2 separate regions of the Mus musculus genome follow, and region 1 is linked to region 2. The links are chromatin contacts, called in public Hi-C maps. All regions are on one chromosome and are shown on one strand. The core of a region is the stretch at or near the end of the contact, and the rest is flanking DNA. Distances in the headings are between cores, read along the strand shown.

The links. A called contact is a pair of places that touch in the nucleus more often than the background predicts.
Region 1: a contact with region 2 is called in a Hi-C map of cerebral cortex, with 2.5 times the contacts expected there. The contact joins two enhancer-like sites. A contact is called at or near these places in 2 of 39 promoter capture datasets (the 3T3-L1 cell line and pre-B cells), 1 of 15 datasets of contacts at CTCF or cohesin (the NIH/3T3 cell line), 13 of 484 Hi-C or Micro-C datasets (B cells, the Patski cell line, cerebellum and 7 more) and 3 of 115 datasets of contacts at active chromatin or transcription factors (astrocytes, bone marrow-derived dendritic cells and embryonic hindbrain).

Annotation. Positions count from the first base shown.
Region 1 is chr2:102,680,138-102,685,330 of GRCm38.p6, forward strand. All of the region lies in intron 1 of Slc1a2 (solute carrier family 1 (glial high affinity glutamate transporter), member 2), which reads left to right. It overlaps LOC115489466 (a long non-coding RNA gene), which reads left to right. Exons shown (of 2, transcript XR_003953884.1): 2 at 1-2,469. Among named protein-coding and RNA genes, the nearest start is that of Slc1a2, 24 kb to the left of the region's middle. Within about 2 kb of position 2,219, at least 6 of the 459 cell types and tissues checked have an H3K27ac peak or open chromatin away from gene starts, as enhancers often do. A contact at or near this core is called in cerebral cortex, where this site is marked.
Region 2 is chr2:102,462,059-102,467,016 of GRCm38.p6, forward strand. No RefSeq gene overlaps it. Among named protein-coding and RNA genes, the nearest start is that of Fjx1, 13 kb to the left of the region's middle. Within about 2 kb of position 2,158, at least 48 of the 459 cell types and tissues checked have an H3K27ac peak or open chromatin away from gene starts, as enhancers often do. A contact at or near this core is called in cerebral cortex, where this site is marked.

The sequences.
Region 1 (5,193 bases), core at 969-3,468, 220 kb after region 2:
CTGAAGTTAGGTTTTATTGTTGTTGTTTTCAACCAGGAGAATTCAGTTAGCTATTTGAACTTTCAGGTATTTGGTGTATTTTTAAGGTACCTCTGCACATCTGCATGTTCAAGTTCAAGCATTCCTCTCTGCATATTCACCATCCATAGGAACGAGGGTGTGGATGCTGAAAGCAAGCAGCCTGTTCCTGTGATGCCTGCACAGCACACAGAGGCTTCGGAGACCTGAATGTGACTTTGGTCACTCTATGTCAGCTGACATTACATCAGGGACAGGGTATCTATAAAATGTGTGCTGCAAATGTCCTAAGAAAGCCAGGACAATGGGGCTACCTGAGCAGGGGGAAGTAAAATAGTCTGCCTTTTGAGGAAAAAAGAAAAGGTTGATCTTGGAATGGAAGTGACTCTTTTTCAGTGGGTCAAGAAGAAGTATTGGAAAGAGAGTTAGAATGAAGCCAAGGGAGGGAACACTCACAGAAGGTTCACGGTCAAGTGAATGGGAGGGTGCTTGGTCCATTTCAAGTAACCAGATGGTCTCCGACTTAAGATGTCTTGACTTGCGAGTATTGTCTTCATGATGGTAAGAGTACACTCATGCTGATTTTGCTATTCCCTTTTAGTACAGTAGACAATAAGTTATATAAGACATTCAACACGATTTTAGAATAGGCCTTATTTCGGATGAGTTCCCCCAAGTGTAGGCCACTGTAAAAGGTCTCAGCACATTCACAATAGTCTTGTGTAAGCTGTGATGTGCATTTATCAGGCATATTGACTGAATGGTCAGATGCCAGTGTTACTTCACTGAGGGCAAACTGGGCATCAATCTCACTCTACTTCAAAGGGCATCTCCATTTCCCTTTTTGGTTTATTCCTAAATTTGGTTATTTTTCTAGGGAAGATAAAAAAATCTAGGAGCATGTATTCAGGTTGGAAGGGGAAGTGGTGGGTGACTGTTCTTTTTGTGTGTAAAATGTCCTTTCACTTGTTGTCTGGATGTCCTCTGCTCATTGCCAAAGTCCAGTCTGATTCAAGGCTTAATTATGAACTCAGGTTTGGGAGTTGGCTTCCCTTCCCTGTCTGGAACAGTGAATCTGTAGAAAGGACTGAGGAGCTGGGCTATCAGAGTCCTTTAGATGGGCTGTGCACGCTGGGGACCACATCTTCAGCCATCTGCCTTTAAAGTGATCAGGGAAGGACCCCAATTATTAATTAGCATTGGAGGGAGATCAGAAACTGCGGATGCCTTGCATGTGGGGGCTGTAAACACAGAGAACCCTCCTGGAGTGTAACATGCATCACTCAGGTGGCAATAAAATGTGGCACCCGCTATTCACTTCACAGATGCTTGCAGATCGGCTGGCCCTCTGCTAGGTGTTAGAGATGGGGCTTCTGGATGACAGTCGGCTACTCACCATCTGGCAGCCACACAGCGTCACAGCCTGTGTGCCCAGAGAATGCAGCCTGGGTTTTCTGCTCCATGACATGTTACTCTGACCTAAGCCTTAGTGTAAGACAGCTGCCGCCAATGACAAACCTCAAGATGTTCGAATACAGGGCAAGGTACTTCCTGGACACATGATTTGGCCTTATGGAAATGCAGGCTCCTCATATAAGGTTACTATACATTAGGAGTAATGGCGGCTGCCTTGGGGCATGAAATACTAGCTACCTGTCATTTTGACCTGTGCTGGAACACAAAAGTGCTTAGAAAAGGTGGCTGATTTAACTTATCGCTTATTACTGCTTAAACCCAATGATGCTTCTATTGTCCCAAAACACGCACAATTGAGCCCTCCAGAAGTAAACAGCTTTCAACCCTTGTCAATGATATATTTATTACCCTCTCCCTCCAAGCAAATATGTGTGCACCTCACTGATTCTGAATCTTCTCGAGAAGGAGGTTCTGCAGACGCCAAGGCTGTCCCGACACTGAAGGGACCAGGGGAGCCCCTCAGTAGGCTTTCCCAAGACCCTCTGCTCTCTTGGGGAAAAAGTGAGTGTGAGAACATTGGGCCCTTTCTGTGAGCCGCCAAAGGACAGGACATGGGCTTTTCAGATGTCGTATCTGGCAAGAAGAAATATGAACAACAAACTCAAGAAGGCTTTAACTGCTCCTTGGCACTGGGAACCTAGTTTGTTCCACGGGGCTGCCCACAGGGCCTGCTCTCCTGAGATGCGCAGAATCCTGCTTCTTCTGCCTGTGCCTGGGACTTCCACTGCCCTGACACCGGGGGGCGCTGCAGACTCTCTTTTGCTCAGAGCTGGCTAGCTAACCTCTGCAACTGACCCTCAACCCATCACAGTTTTACTTTTATACTAGCCTGAAGTCATGTCATGTGTCTTCCTATAGAAGTCAGTGGGAGCCTGGCAATGGACTCAACACCTCCCCCTACCCCCAGACTCTCTTCACAGAGCTCTTTCCAACCAGGAACAGAAAAATTATACAAGCAAATGACTTTTCACAATAGAAAAAAATTAAAGTAGATGTAAGCAAAAATAATCCTATTCACCCTTTGAGAACTGTGTTTAATGTGTACATGTATAGGTACACACACACACACACACACACACACACACACACAGGGTTATGAGTAATTGTTACTTGATAAGATATTGTTATCTTATCAAGTCTCTCTTTTTAAAACAGCCCAGAAAACCTTTCCCATACACTGTTTCCAAAGTCACTTTGAATAATTGAGATATCTGAGATTGAAGCCCTAAGATTTGAGGGTTGAATACAGAAACCAAGACCTCTCAAGGAAAATCCTTGATGTGACTCTGGACGGGTGTAGACATCTTCTACTTTGACCAAGGAGGGTGAAAGAGGGAGAGAATGTGCTCCAAAGGGCAGCATTTACTGGCATGCTGAGGAGAAGGCATGCTGAAGTTTTACCTGAAGTGGAAGAACAATTTACGCCCTTCAGTTCTCTGGAAGATCTGATTCTCTTTTAGGGGAATCCACACCTGTCCCCCTTTCTTTCTGGGGTAGCTGGTGCTTATGTGGGTGGTAGTTAGAGGCATGCACTTTTTTTGCACCAATATCTAGATAGGGTGAGTGAGTAGAGTTTTGGGAAAGTGTGCTTGAGGTAGAAATGGTGTCTCAGGCCTTGCTGAGACTGACTAATGTTTTATTTGTGTATGTAACCCAGTAACCGTGTGTGTCTATGTGTGTGTCTGTGTATGTACCTGAACATGTATGTGTTGAACAGATGTTCATGTATGTATTGAACACATGTTCATGTATGTATTGAAACAGACTCTGATTCTGTTTTCTGGTGACCAGATGAGTAATCTCAGATAAGTTGATTTCTGGGAACTTCATTTACATAAACAGTTGACAGGCCATATTGGACCATGGTAGGCTGATGCTGTGGATACAACTGGATCTAACCTTGCTAAGTAAAGGAATTCAGTCTCAGAAAGACAGATAGAGTATTTGTTCTCAAGTGTAGTGTCCAGATTTTATATAGAGACATCTTTGTATGCATAACATAAAAGTGGAAATAAAACTACCTCAGGGAATAAAGGAATGTAACAGGAGGTGGGGGTGAGAAGGGGGAGAGAGGTGCTATGAAGGGAATCTACCAAACAATAAAATAGACTTGCATGAAATGTCATTATGTAATCCAGTACTGTGTACACAGAATATAAAACTGACAATTAAAAACATCATTTCTTTCTCATAGATATACAGTTGGGTCACATGCATAATATTGATTTTTCTCATAACCATAGTAGTAAAGATAAAAGAAAGAAGAGATGAATTTAGTTCCGAGAGTGTATTTTGTCTACCTCAGGGCATTTTTATTTGCTTTATCTCCGGGGGACGTATATGTATGTGTACGAGTGCTTGCTTGTGTGTCGGCACATGTCTGTGCAGCTGTGTATGCCCATGTGGAGAGGCTTGAGGCTCTTCCTCTACTCCATCTTATATATCGAGGCAGGGTCTCTCTCTGAACACAGAGCTTGCTGTCTTGGACAGTCTGGCCAGCCTGAATGCCCCCCCCCCCAGGTGGTTCCTTGTCTCTCCCTCCGGAGCTGGGATTACAGAATGGCTACCACACTCTCCTGGCTTTTCTGTGGATTCTAGGGATCCACAGGCTGGTCCCCGTGCTTGCTCAGTGAGTGCTCTACCCACCATGATGGACGCCTCCCCAGCCCCTGACCTATTTTTGGTATTATTTTCAAAATCTTCTGTGTGCTTTCAACCTCTAGCATGTTTCCTCTCCTTACACAGTGTTTGAGAGCATGCTCCAGCTAGTGCGTCTCAAAGTGCAGGTCCCCAGACTGTGGAAGAGAGTGGTGCTAGGATGGATCTCCTTGCAAAAGCAAGAACAAAACAAAACCGTTAACAAACTATCAGAGTACAGTTGTTCCTCAGATTGAGGGTGAGGGAAGAGCCCTTTATTAGAGTATGTTCTTCTGATTGCTCTGTATTGTTGTAGTTATTGCTGTGGATCTTATAGTGTGCATTACTGAGAAATTAAATTTTATCAGTGATATGCTGTACAGACAGTATATCTAAACAGGCAGCATGCGCTTTTGGATGAGGGAAAAGGAAGCACCAGTGTACCCCATATGTGGAAAGGGAGGGGCTGCTTCCTTCACATCCAAGGGTACATGTACGTGTGTGTGTGTGTGTGTGTGTGTGTGTGTGTGTGTTGTGTGTGTGTGTGTGTGCTCGAGTGTGTGCTCGAGGTCACAGTAAGAAAGAGATCACATGTTTTCCTCCTGGTGGCAAAAGTGTGAAATTCCTTAAGAAGTTATTTCTGTGTTGTTTACTGAGTTTTAAGAGAGGCTCAGTTGCTCTCTCCCCCCAACCCCATACTCCAGGCTCTGCTGGGGTAGGGGCAGTGTTACCCACTGTCCAAATGAATGTGTATAACTAAACCAGTTACCGAGTGTCACAGTGGCCATTTAAAAATACAAATCAACATCTCAAGCTGTGAATGTCACTCTTGACAGAACACAAACTGACACCTGGAGTGCTGAAGGCAGCCGGAATAGCCCCTTCCTATACACTTCACTGTCCTCCTAGACACCCTAATGGAAAACTGAGTCAACCAGTGACTTAGGTTCATGAGCCTAAAGGTGTGGCCTGAAAGATTTGATCCTAGGGAACCAAGGCTGTAGAGATCCTGATTTCTGAGCATCTTGGGAGCATCACGTGCTGAGAAACATGTGGAGCGTC
Region 2 (4,958 bases), core at 908-3,407:
TGAAATCATTTTCTCTGTCTTCCTGTTTCTGTTGGTTACCCTAAGAACTAATCAAAGCAGCCAGAGAGACAAAGACAACTTATTTTCTGAGTGTAATAAAAAGAAAGAGAGAAGAAAGAAGGAGAGGAAGAAACAAAAGAAACAAAACATAAAATGACCCGGAGATGCTCAAGAGGGAACGGTAAAATGCTTCCTTCATTTTCCTGTCGCCATACTGGATACTCTTTGCTCCCACCAGATGAAAGCAAGCCCACATATGCTCTGGTCTGTGGCCTTTCCCCTTTAGAGGGCCATAGGGTTGGGGGCAATGGTGGAACTCATCATGGTTGTATAGAAGTTACAAACCTGCCTGAATGACACAAGAGTTTTCCCATCTTTGTTTTCTCCTTTCCAAAAGGAGACATTCTTGCTTTTATATAGGAGTGAAGTATTGGCTCCAGAATATAGTGGTTTTTAAAAAAGATTTATTTATTATATGTAAGTACACTGTAGCTGTCTTCAGACACACTAGAAGAGAGTGTCAAATCTCATTACAGATGGTTGTGAGCCACCATGTGGTTGCTGGGATTTGAACTCAGAACCTCTGGAGAAACAGTCAAAGCTCTTAACCACTGAGCCATCTCTCCAGCCCCCAGTATGTAGTGGTTTTAATCAGTATTAAAAGTCCCACACCCAGCTGCATAGACAATTGTTACACTTTAACTGTATACATTTTCATTTTATTTCATAGAGCATTATGCACACACGTAGGGTGTGTGTGTGTGTGTGTGTGTGTGTACACTTTGAACACGTGCCTGTGTGTGACTGTACAAGGTACAGGCACCACACTGGCATCGACCACAAGCTATTGCATTGTGGAAGAATCAGAGTCAATAGGCACAGACAAGTGTCATATTTCGTAAGCACCTGAAAGCAGGATTTATTATTGTTGTGTTTGCTTTTGGTTTTTAGATGGGCTCTCACTAAATAGCCCAGGCTAGCCTTGAACTCAAGGATCCTTCTTCCTCAGCTCTCTGAATGCTTAGGTTATAGATGCTGCCATTGTCATGGAGGCTTTCTATCAAGGGTGTGGCCCTAAGATATCCCAGTTTACCATTCATTTATGCTTTTACATTCCAGGAAAGAGAAATCTGATTAGTCCTCTTGGAGACAAAGATTCCAGCCTTTGACAGTCAGAACAGGTATTGTTAAGGGGGAACTCTGCATGGGACCACCACCATTCCCCATGTCTCGCTCCCCACTATTTTGTAGTTTTTTGATTTCCAAGAAACTATAGCCTTGCCGGGCGTGGTGGCGCACGCCTTTAATCCCAGCACCTGGGAGGCAGAGGCAGGCAGATCTCTGAGTTTGAGACCAGCCTGGTTTTTAGAGTGAGTTCCAGGACAGCCAGGGCTACACAGAGAAACCCTGTCTCGAAAAAAAACCAAAAAAAAAAAAAAAACCCAAAAAACAACCCCCCCAAAAAAAAAGAAAAAAAAGAAAAGAAAAGAAAAGAAACTATAGCCTTGTGTTCCTTTGAAAATAATAATGAAAGCTCTCTGACAGTGAATAAAGCAGGCGGAGCTCAACTGTAAGATCTCAACAAAAAGCATTTGGTTGTCTTCTATGGGGAGCCAATAAAAATCACCACCAAGCAGCGTGATCCATCACTCATTTGCTGTGTACTACATGACAGAGTGACACATCGCCTTGGGTCTGAGTAAATGGTGATGGCGTTCCCTCTGCCCTGCAACAGTAACGACACTCGTCTTTGGAGTTCCAGCAGTTAGTTAGCAGATCCAGCATTTCCGTACATTTGCCTAGTTCTGACTGACAGATTAATAAAGGCCGCAGTTTGAGACCGTGGTTTGGGCAAAGAAAAGTAAACAGGAGTAGCCATTTTTTTTGATAGCTAGCTGGGTTTCATATTGCTAAACATACAGAAAGTATGAGGAAGATTGCAGTTGGGGGACAAGGGCAGGCCAAGGAGAGCAAACGTCCCATCACCCCCAGGGCAGGATGATTTAAGAATTGCCTGGACTAAGCTCAAAGGCAGACTGCATTTTCTCTGCTGCCTGTTTGTGTTTCCCAGGAAAGAGGAGCCCAGCCAGGGCTGGAGAGGCTGAAGAAGGAGTGAGAAACTAAGAAGTGGGAGCCTGGCCATCTGGGAGGGACTGGGGATGCTTTCACCCTTCCCAATGCTTCCTGGCAACGTCCGCCCACAGAGGACTTGCCTGGAGGCCTCTCCTTCTCAGCCAGAGTCCTTCCCAGGGTCAGTAAATCCTACTACTATCTGTCCAACTCATTCCTTGTGATTTGTTTTGTTTGTGGGGTGGGGTGGGGGGTGTGGGGTTGGGTGGGGTGGGGAATGAAGTTGTGTTGCTGGCAAATGGTGAGAAACTGTGTGTGAGGGCAGAGGCATAGCCATCTCTGATAACTGCGATAGCTGACTGTCAATCAAATGTGTAGGGCTTACTACATGTAAAGCAGCTGGTGTCTCCTTACAAGGGCTCTTGGGTGAAGTTATGGCCCCTGTGTACAGAAGAGCAAGCAAGATTCAGAGAGCTTAGGTGAATGCCTCAGGTTGGCATGACTCTACAGAGGGACAATCAGGTGCCAAACTGGGACGGGACATTTCCAGGCTATCCATATTAACCTCTGGGTTTTGGAAAGCCAGTGCACAATGACCTAAAATCTTGCATCTCTGGGACCTATCACAGAGCTGCAGTGTTAAATCTTATAGCCTGAGAATTAGGACATCCCTCCTGCTTCCCGAAAAGCTGTATTAATCCTGTGACAGCAATGCTGTGGTTTGGATCGGAAATGTCCCTCTAAAGTCCATGTGCTGAGGGCTCTCAAAGGGTGCCTGCATCTCACTCATAAGGTAGCCTGATGCTATGTTTATAACTGAGTGAGGTCCTGGGAGGTGGTGGGCACTGTGGAACAAAGGCTCACAGTGGACGAAATAAGTGTCAGGAGCACACTCTTGGGGCCCACTCTTGTCCCAACTCTCCCCTCTCTTCTGCTCTTGTCTGCCACCTTTCTGTTACATCTGCTCCCAGCCACAGCAGTTTGCCTTTCTAGGGCCCAGAAACATGCATTCATGACCAGGGACCAAAACCTTTGAAACCAAGAGCAAAAATAAAACTTTCCCCTTTTAAGTTGATTTTCTCAAAGATTCTGTCACAGTGACTGAAAGCTGATTTAAAAGCAGAATTTTAGGTTAAGCCTTTAAGTCTATTCTCTTTTTATTGCTAAATATAAAATTTTGGTTAACTTTTGGAGAATTTCCTATGTGAAGTCTGTTGTTAACATGTGGTGGTGGCGGCAGAAGCACACACCTTTAATCCTAGCACTTGGGAGGCAGAGGCAGGCAGATTTCTGAGTTCAAGGCCAGCCTGGTCTGCAAAGTGAGTTCCAGGACAGCCAGGGCTACACAGAGAAACCCTGTCTTGAAAAAAAAAAAACAAAAAACAAACAAACCAAAAACCAAAACCAAAAACTAACCAACCAAACAAAAAATACACATAAGTTCTGTGAACAGCCTACAGTCCATAACTATGTGCTCAGAAAGGACAGGAGGACTCTTCTAATACCTATGTGGAAAAAAATATTCCTTCCTCCCATCCCTCCTGGTCCCCCCTCTCTCCCTCTGTCTGTCTGTTTTTTAGATACTGAATTTACTAAGTAGCCAAGGATGTCCTTGAACCCCCAGCCTCCTGCACATACCTCCCAAGGGCCGGGATTACAGGAGCATGCCCCCATGTGCTGTGTAGGCAGTGCTGGGGACTGAGTCCTGGGCTTCGTGCATGTTCGTAGAGGTGCATGCCGTTGGACAGCATCCTCAGCCTCAGCCTCAGCCTCAGCCTCAGCCTCAGCCTCAGCCTCAGCCTCAGCCTCAGCCTCAGCCTCAGGGTGTCCTCTTCCCTGGAGGCACTGAAGCAGGACAGCAGGTTGACTGGCTTTCTTAAAATTAAAGGTCCTGTGAAGTGTGTGCTAACTGCCTCTGGCCATAACGGGAATAAAAATGGCATTGCTTCAGATGGTGCCATGCACTAATTAAAGCAGCAGAGACAGGAACAACAGAAATACAACAGCAACACAAATGAGAGTCCTGGGCTTCGGCTCACTCCCCTAGCAGGACGGTTGAATTTAAATTTCCATTATTTTGAGTGAATGGGGCCCCTAGGAATCATATAGGGATGGTATTTTATGTGATTTCAGGAAAGTCTCTCTTATAGCAAGAGAGCTTTTATGAAACTCTGCTGTGCATTGTCGAAAAATAAAAGTACCAAATACACACATTTCCAGGAAAAAAGTCCAGGCAGATACATACATAAATTCTAATAGCAGATTACAGAGGAAGGCATTAAAGAGAAAGGACTTTTTTTTCCCTAAAAAAAAAAAAATTATTTCTAGAGTCATTACATTTTATATGTAGGTTATTTATTTATTTATTTATTTATTTATTTATTTATTATATGTAAGTACACTGTAGCTGTCTTCAGACACACTAGAACAGGACGTCAGATCTCATTAGGGATGGTTGTGAGCCACCATGTGGTTGCTGGGATTTGAACTCAGGACCTCTGGAAGAGCAGTCAGTGCTCTTAACTGCTAAGCCATCTCTCCAGCCTCCAATAGTAGGTATTTAGAAAAAAAAACCCACTTTTTAAAAGCATCTATCACTTATACATAATGAAATGTTTCATTGTGACATTTTCACACATTCACACGTATTTCAATCATACTTACAATCTAGCTATCCTCTCTTGATTCTTTCTTACGCCTATCAGTCTTCTTCCTCTTGCCAACCAGCACTTCTTCCAGGTGTGTGTGTCCGTCCATCCAAATGAGTATTATCAGGGTGTGGTTTGTGGGTGAGAATTTGTGGGTGAGAAACATGAGTACCTTACGAGTACCTATACCACTGTAGAAAATGTCTTACCCTCCACCATCAACCTTTAATTATATAAATC